Regions from separate parts of the Mus musculus genome. Here region 2 is linked to region 1. A link is a contact called in public promoter capture Hi-C data. All regions are on one chromosome and are shown on one strand. Each heading gives the region's core, a stretch centred on a gene start, on an enhancer-like site or on the middle of the called end of the contact. The rest is flanking DNA. Distances are from core to core; before and after follow the strand shown. Region 1 holds the start of Dpp4 (dipeptidylpeptidase 4). Region 2 holds the start of Ifih1 (interferon induced with helicase C domain 1).

What was found. Capture Hi-C pulls out chosen DNA fragments and counts their contacts.
Region 2: a promoter capture Hi-C map of liver shows a contact between it and region 1. The contact joins the promoter of Ifih1 here to the promoter of Dpp4 in region 1. A contact is called at or near these places in 7 of 39 promoter capture datasets (the 3T3-L1 cell line, the HPC-7 cell line, hippocampal neurons and 3 more), 1 of 484 Hi-C or Micro-C datasets (B cells), 3 of 115 datasets of contacts at active chromatin or transcription factors (the SCID.adh cell line, effector CD8 T cells and memory CD8 T cells) and 2 of 9 other capture datasets (adipose tissue and liver).

Annotation. Positions count from the first base shown.
Region 1 is chr2:62,410,833-62,413,621 of GRCm38.p6, reverse strand. Dpp4 (dipeptidylpeptidase 4) reads left to right here and starts at 1,391. Exons shown (of 26, transcript NM_010074.3): 1 at 1,391-1,836; 2 at 2,323-2,407. The coding sequence starts at 1,831.
Region 2 is chr2:62,644,900-62,647,688 of GRCm38.p6, reverse strand. It overlaps Ifih1 (interferon induced with helicase C domain 1), which reads left to right and starts at 1,434. Exons shown (of 16, transcript NM_027835.3): 1 at 1,434-2,211. The coding sequence starts at 1,759.

The DNA of each region.
Region 1 (2,789 bases), core at 142-2,641:
TGGGTTCAATAGTCATAACTTAACATCCAGGGGGACCTATCTCCAAATGAGAAGATCTGGGAGTTAGAGCCTTAAATATATATTCTTGTTTAGAAGATTCACTTTAAGAGATATCATCAACTAACTACCCAAATGAGTTCTCTACAACGAACAAAGTTTAACCTAATCATCAAATGATGAAGTTGGCAGACGCAAACACATTGGACTTTAAGATGGAAATGGCATGTGTTTGTGGAAGAGACAAGCCTCACCAGATCCCACTAGGCAAACATGGGCACAGATTCAGAGAACCTGGATTCTGCCGTGCCTTCTCCCACTGTGGTAATGTCTCTCCCTCAACACTTTCAGTGGCTTTATGGAGAGTCCCCTCTAACCAAAGAACAGTGGAAGGTGAAGCATCATTCTTTAGCAAAGGAAGATGACAGCTCCTGTGGGGGAGCTGCTATATCAAAGCCCTGCTCAGGAACTCTCCCTAAGGAACAGAACATTCTGTGTGGGGACAGAAATGATTGGTTAGAGCATCTATGCCAACTCAAGTGGTAGCTAATATATTGACTAGCCGACTCATTAGGGATTTATTTAAAACACCATCAAAAGGCGGGTACAATGAAAACTCGCAAAATGTGCAGAGCGTGGGAAAATAACTGTGTATACAAGGAAGAATTAATCCCAGAGAACAAGATGATCCGTTCTGTAGATGCATCCAATGACCCTTGGTGCAGGCTTCCAGGTTAAGGCCATGGCTGGTGTGGTTATTACTTTTGTTGAGAGCCGGAATGGCTGACAGCAATGGACAGTGATGAGCCTTCTGATACTGTTCGCTATAGGTCTTTTAGACTGCGCTCTTCAGCTCTGGCTCAAGGCTCCACTGAGTCTTGACTCAACTTCTTCAGGTGTAGGAGAGGGAGGTAGAAACAGACACTTGGGATACATAATTAAGAGGACGTGTGTGTGTGTGTGTGTGTGTGTGTGTGTGTGTGTGTGTGTGTGTGTGTGTGCAAGCGCATGTGCATGCGCCTTAGTCTATTTATAAAGAAATATACTTCCTCAAATTGTGGAGACATGAAAGACTAAGGTCCAGTGGCTTCAGTATTAACTCCATAGCATCGTGGCTGAGTGAGTTCATGGAATGACTTGATGTTGTTGTGCATAATCTTCCTCCCTATAAAATAACACAGTAATCGAGTAGAACAATGCTTAAAGTAACTTCCCACTTAAGAAGCGGTAGGGTTACTTTTTTGCGGGGGGAGGGACTCCGGCAAAGCAAGTGAACATTCCCCAGGGAGGATTAATACAGATATCCAACCTGAAGTGTCATTCAAAAGGGAACAATCACCTTTTCTCTTTCTTTGCCAGCCAGATAACATGGGACACCCAACCCCTTCTCTCAGACTGACAGACCTCTCAGGGAAGGGGACAAGAGAACTGGCAGCTAGTTTCTGCAGTGAGCCGTGAATCTGCCAAACTCCATGCCTGCTTGAACCTCAGCTGCCTCGATTATCCACGCAAGGGAGCAACAGTTAAACCTCAATGTGCAATGTCTCTTTTAGCAAAGGGGGTTCGCTGTTCCCCTTATCCCTCACTCATGGGGGCCCTGCGTGCTACTTCCTGGCTCGCCTAGTGGTCCTACCGCGCTGGGTCGGCTGCCCCGCGCTCACACTGTGCACCGAAGCCCGCCTTGCGCTAACTAATGTTTAACTCAGGCCGAAACTTGGCGGCGAGCTCAGGGTGACTGCGTGCAGAGCAGCCGCGCAGGACGTCCGTCTCTGCGCGCAGTGACTTCTGCCTGCGCTCAAGCTTCAGAGTTCAGTTTCAAGGAGCCGCCCGACCATGAAGGTGAGTGCACCCCGCGTCGCACCTCCCTGGACCAGAGGGTCGGGTTGTGGGTGGTGTTTAGACAGATTCTCTCCAAACTGCCCCAGTTTTCCTGGAGGCAACCAGGAGCTGCCATTAGGCGGAAGCCACGGGGCCACCCTCACAGGTGAAGGCACGTCCGTCCCGGGAACTGGCTTAGATCTCTGGCGTGTCCTACTGGGACCCAGGCACTGAGCCTTGGAAGTCGGGGACGGTCACCCGTGGAACGCACGCGGCACTCTCATTTGGCATCAGACGGGTGGGTGGGAGGAGAGAAGCCAACAAGATCATAAGATCATGCTCAGGGCCAAAATTCAAGGGCTTCTGCCTGAGTGAACGCCAAACCCCTCAGGTCTACTAGTGCACCTGCAAACTCCTCTGCCTCTGAAGGGGCCTAAGTCCCAACCCTCTTCGCAGAGAGGAACAAAGACTTCCCCTCTAATTGTTTGCAATCTGACCTGCTTGCAGACACCGTGGAAGGTTCTTCTGGGACTGCTTGGTGTCGCTGCGCTTGTCACCATCATCACCGTGCCAATAGTTCTGCTGAGCAAAGGTAGAACCTTGCAACATCTTAAAAAGAGAGGGTGGTTGGAGACGGGGTCAGGCGGCTCTCAAAGCGAGCTCAGTTTATTGGGGGGCCTTGACCCCTGTGCTGGGTTATGGCTGAAGAGACTGGTAAGTGTCTCTAAATGTATTTGCTGCTTCTGGGGGCTCCAGTGTTTAGGCCTTGAGGCTTCCTCGTTTTGTTGTGTATAACAAATACACACTTCCTGACACTGGGAAAGAGGCGCGGCTTCTTTTTATTAAATTCAACGGAAAGTATCTTAACCTCAAATTGATTTTAGAAGACTGTTGATTGTAGAGCTTCCAAGGAAATAAGGCAGCTTTTGAAGACCCAAAGCATAGCAATGAGGCAATAAGAATGTCTTAAGTGG
Region 2 (2,789 bases), core at 185-2,684, 230 kb before region 1:
ACAAAATATTAGGGTTTTATGAGGAAACAGAAGGGGAAAGCCTGCAAGGCCAAGTATGCTTCCAATCACTTGGGCGACTTCACCTGTGTGTTTGACAAAGTCCTGCCTCTGTGTTCAGCCCAGAACGCCCATTCCAGGCAGGAATCAGCATGACTTGGTACTCCTAAAACGTTTTACAGAGTGCAGCTTACAATCGTTTAGAGTGGATCTCAGGTTTGTAATCGTAACTAGAGACTAACAGGAGGGCATGGCATAAAGTGCTGCTCTGGTTATTTTGAACGCTGTCACGAGGTTCATGAAAATCTTGCAGCTCTCCTACTGTTTTCAAAGAATCCCAGGCCTCCCTGGCCTCCCCAGATTTCAGTGAATATCTCCTCTAAAAGATTAATTTTTCTAAACGTGACTATCTGATAGCTTCTATTCTCCATAGGATTCTGGGCCAGGAAGTTCTTTTCAAAGTGTTAATGTTCCTCCATAGCTGGTGGTCTAGTTGCCTGCTTGGGGGACGGCAACCTACAGACTCTCTTTTATGCTCTTTCTGTACTGAAACAAAGCTGCTGTCTTTATTTCTCACTCTGAACGCCTCTTTTCTCCCTCCCATGACATAGACAAATGGTAATGTTTACTCCAAGGCAGTGCATTAGTTGCTAATTAAGTTACTAGATGCTTCAGCCAAAACGTGTTGTAATCAGTCCAAGAAAAGAATGGCAGCTATATAAAAAATAAGTTGTTGAGGGTTTTGTATTGTTGTTTTGTTTTTGTTTTATTGTAAGAGAGTTGTCTACTAGAGAATACAGGGACCTTGCATACTGGGAGTTAGGAAGCCTTCAGTCTTGGCTTCCTCCTAAACTCAGTTGGTGGCTAAAGTCAGCATGCATCTGTCATTAGGCAGGCCCCGGTCAAAGCTGAATAAATATTACACCGCCAAACAAAGCATGAGAAAATAAAGCTGTTGAGAGTAGTTCACTTTTTCATACTTAAGCCCCCGTTCTTGGAGGAACAAATTAGTTTTTGGGACCCCACTGGGCGGGAAGTTTATGGTAGGATGGATGCAGAAACGCCCCCTGGAGGTCTGGAACCTCTCTTTGTCTGCCCCACCCCCACCCCCACCCCTTGATCCCCACAAATGAGAATAACTCAATTTTCACATCAAGGCTTAGGGGCAATTCTTCCTTTCCCCCAAGACCTTCCTCGCCCTCTCCCTATTAACTGACAAGTGAGTACAGTCTTCTAAGCGGCACCCAGCGGTGAAGACAAAAGTATCCTTAAATAAAATAGTGCAGAGTACCGCTTGCTTTCTCAACACAAGGAAGAATTCGCGTTCCCTTTCCTGTTTCTCACTTTCTCACGGTGCTCTTGACCAAAGTCCTCACCTAACCCGCCGCTTCCACAGGCCTCCTCCACCCTCACGAAACTTATTCTCTGGCCCGGAAGTTGACGTTAGGAAAGTCTGGAGAAGAGAATCGAAACAGAAACCGATCTGTGGGTGGAAGGCAATACTTAAAGCTCCCTGAGGGTGAACGTCCCAGCGGCCGCAGAGCGAGAGCGGTCCCGGGTCTGTGCCCACCAGTTGCAGCGCTGTCCTGGCTCGTCTGCCCCCTGCCGGGTGCCACCGATCGATCCGGTGCTCGGAGGCTACTTGGTACCTGCGGCTCTCAGGCAGTTCAGGCGGGGACACATTCACTGCCACCTGAGGATCGTCCTCCCGCCCGCCCCGCCCGCCCGGGAGACTCCTCTCCCATTTCCTGAGACCTCACGATGTCGATTGTCTGTTCTGCAGAGGACAGCTTCAGGAATCTCATCTTATTCTTCAGGCCCAGGCTGAAAATGTACATTCAGGTGGAGCCAGTGCTGGACCACCTCATCTTTCTGTCTGCAGAAACCAAAGAGCAGATTCTTAAAAAGATCAACACCTGTGGTAACACCAGCGCGGCAGAACTGCTGCTGAGCACCTTGGAGCAGGGACAATGGCCTCTGGGATGGACGCAGATGTTCGTGGAGGCCCTAGAGCACAGTGGCAATCCCCTAGCCGCGCGCTATGTCAAACCCACACTCACTGATCTGCCCTCTCCTTCCTCTGAGACTGCCCATGACGAGTGTCTCCACTTGCTGACCCTCCTCCAGCCCACTTTGGTGGACAAACTTCTGATTAACGATGTCTTGGACACTTGCTTCGAGAAGGGACTATTGACAGTCGAAGACAGAAATCGGGTAGGTGTCAATGTAGTCGGAGACAGGTTTCTGGAAGATTTTGGGAAGCAGGAAGCAGGGTTGCTTGTACATTTTTTCCCTAGAGGGCGGCTTTTGACTTCTGTCAGCGCAACCTCCCCATCTTGTATAATTGTTCAAAATAACCCACAGGGAGTCCATTTAACAGATGAGAAAAACAAGGTAAGTTAAACAATTCATTCTTGGTCTCCCAGGAAGAACAGAAGCGGCCTTGCCATCATTATGATTAATCAATTCCAGGTGATACTGAATTTTATGATTTAGTTTTACCTATTCCTCAGTATGTCAGCCAGTAAGCTATGGCCCACCCGCTGCATCTAGCCTTCTATTCGTATTTTAAGAACCAGAAACTAAGAATGTTCTTTAGCTGTCTGATTTTTCAATTGTAAGTGTTGATAAAGTTTTATTGGAACTCTCGTCCTTAGTGCTTATTATATACTTTTTTATAGTTGCCTTTTCACGGTTGGGTGTGGGTAATATGGCCTATAAGGCTAAAATATTTATTACCAGGTTCCCAATGTCCCCCTTCCATGTCTTAGAGTTTGTAGAGCTTAGTAAAT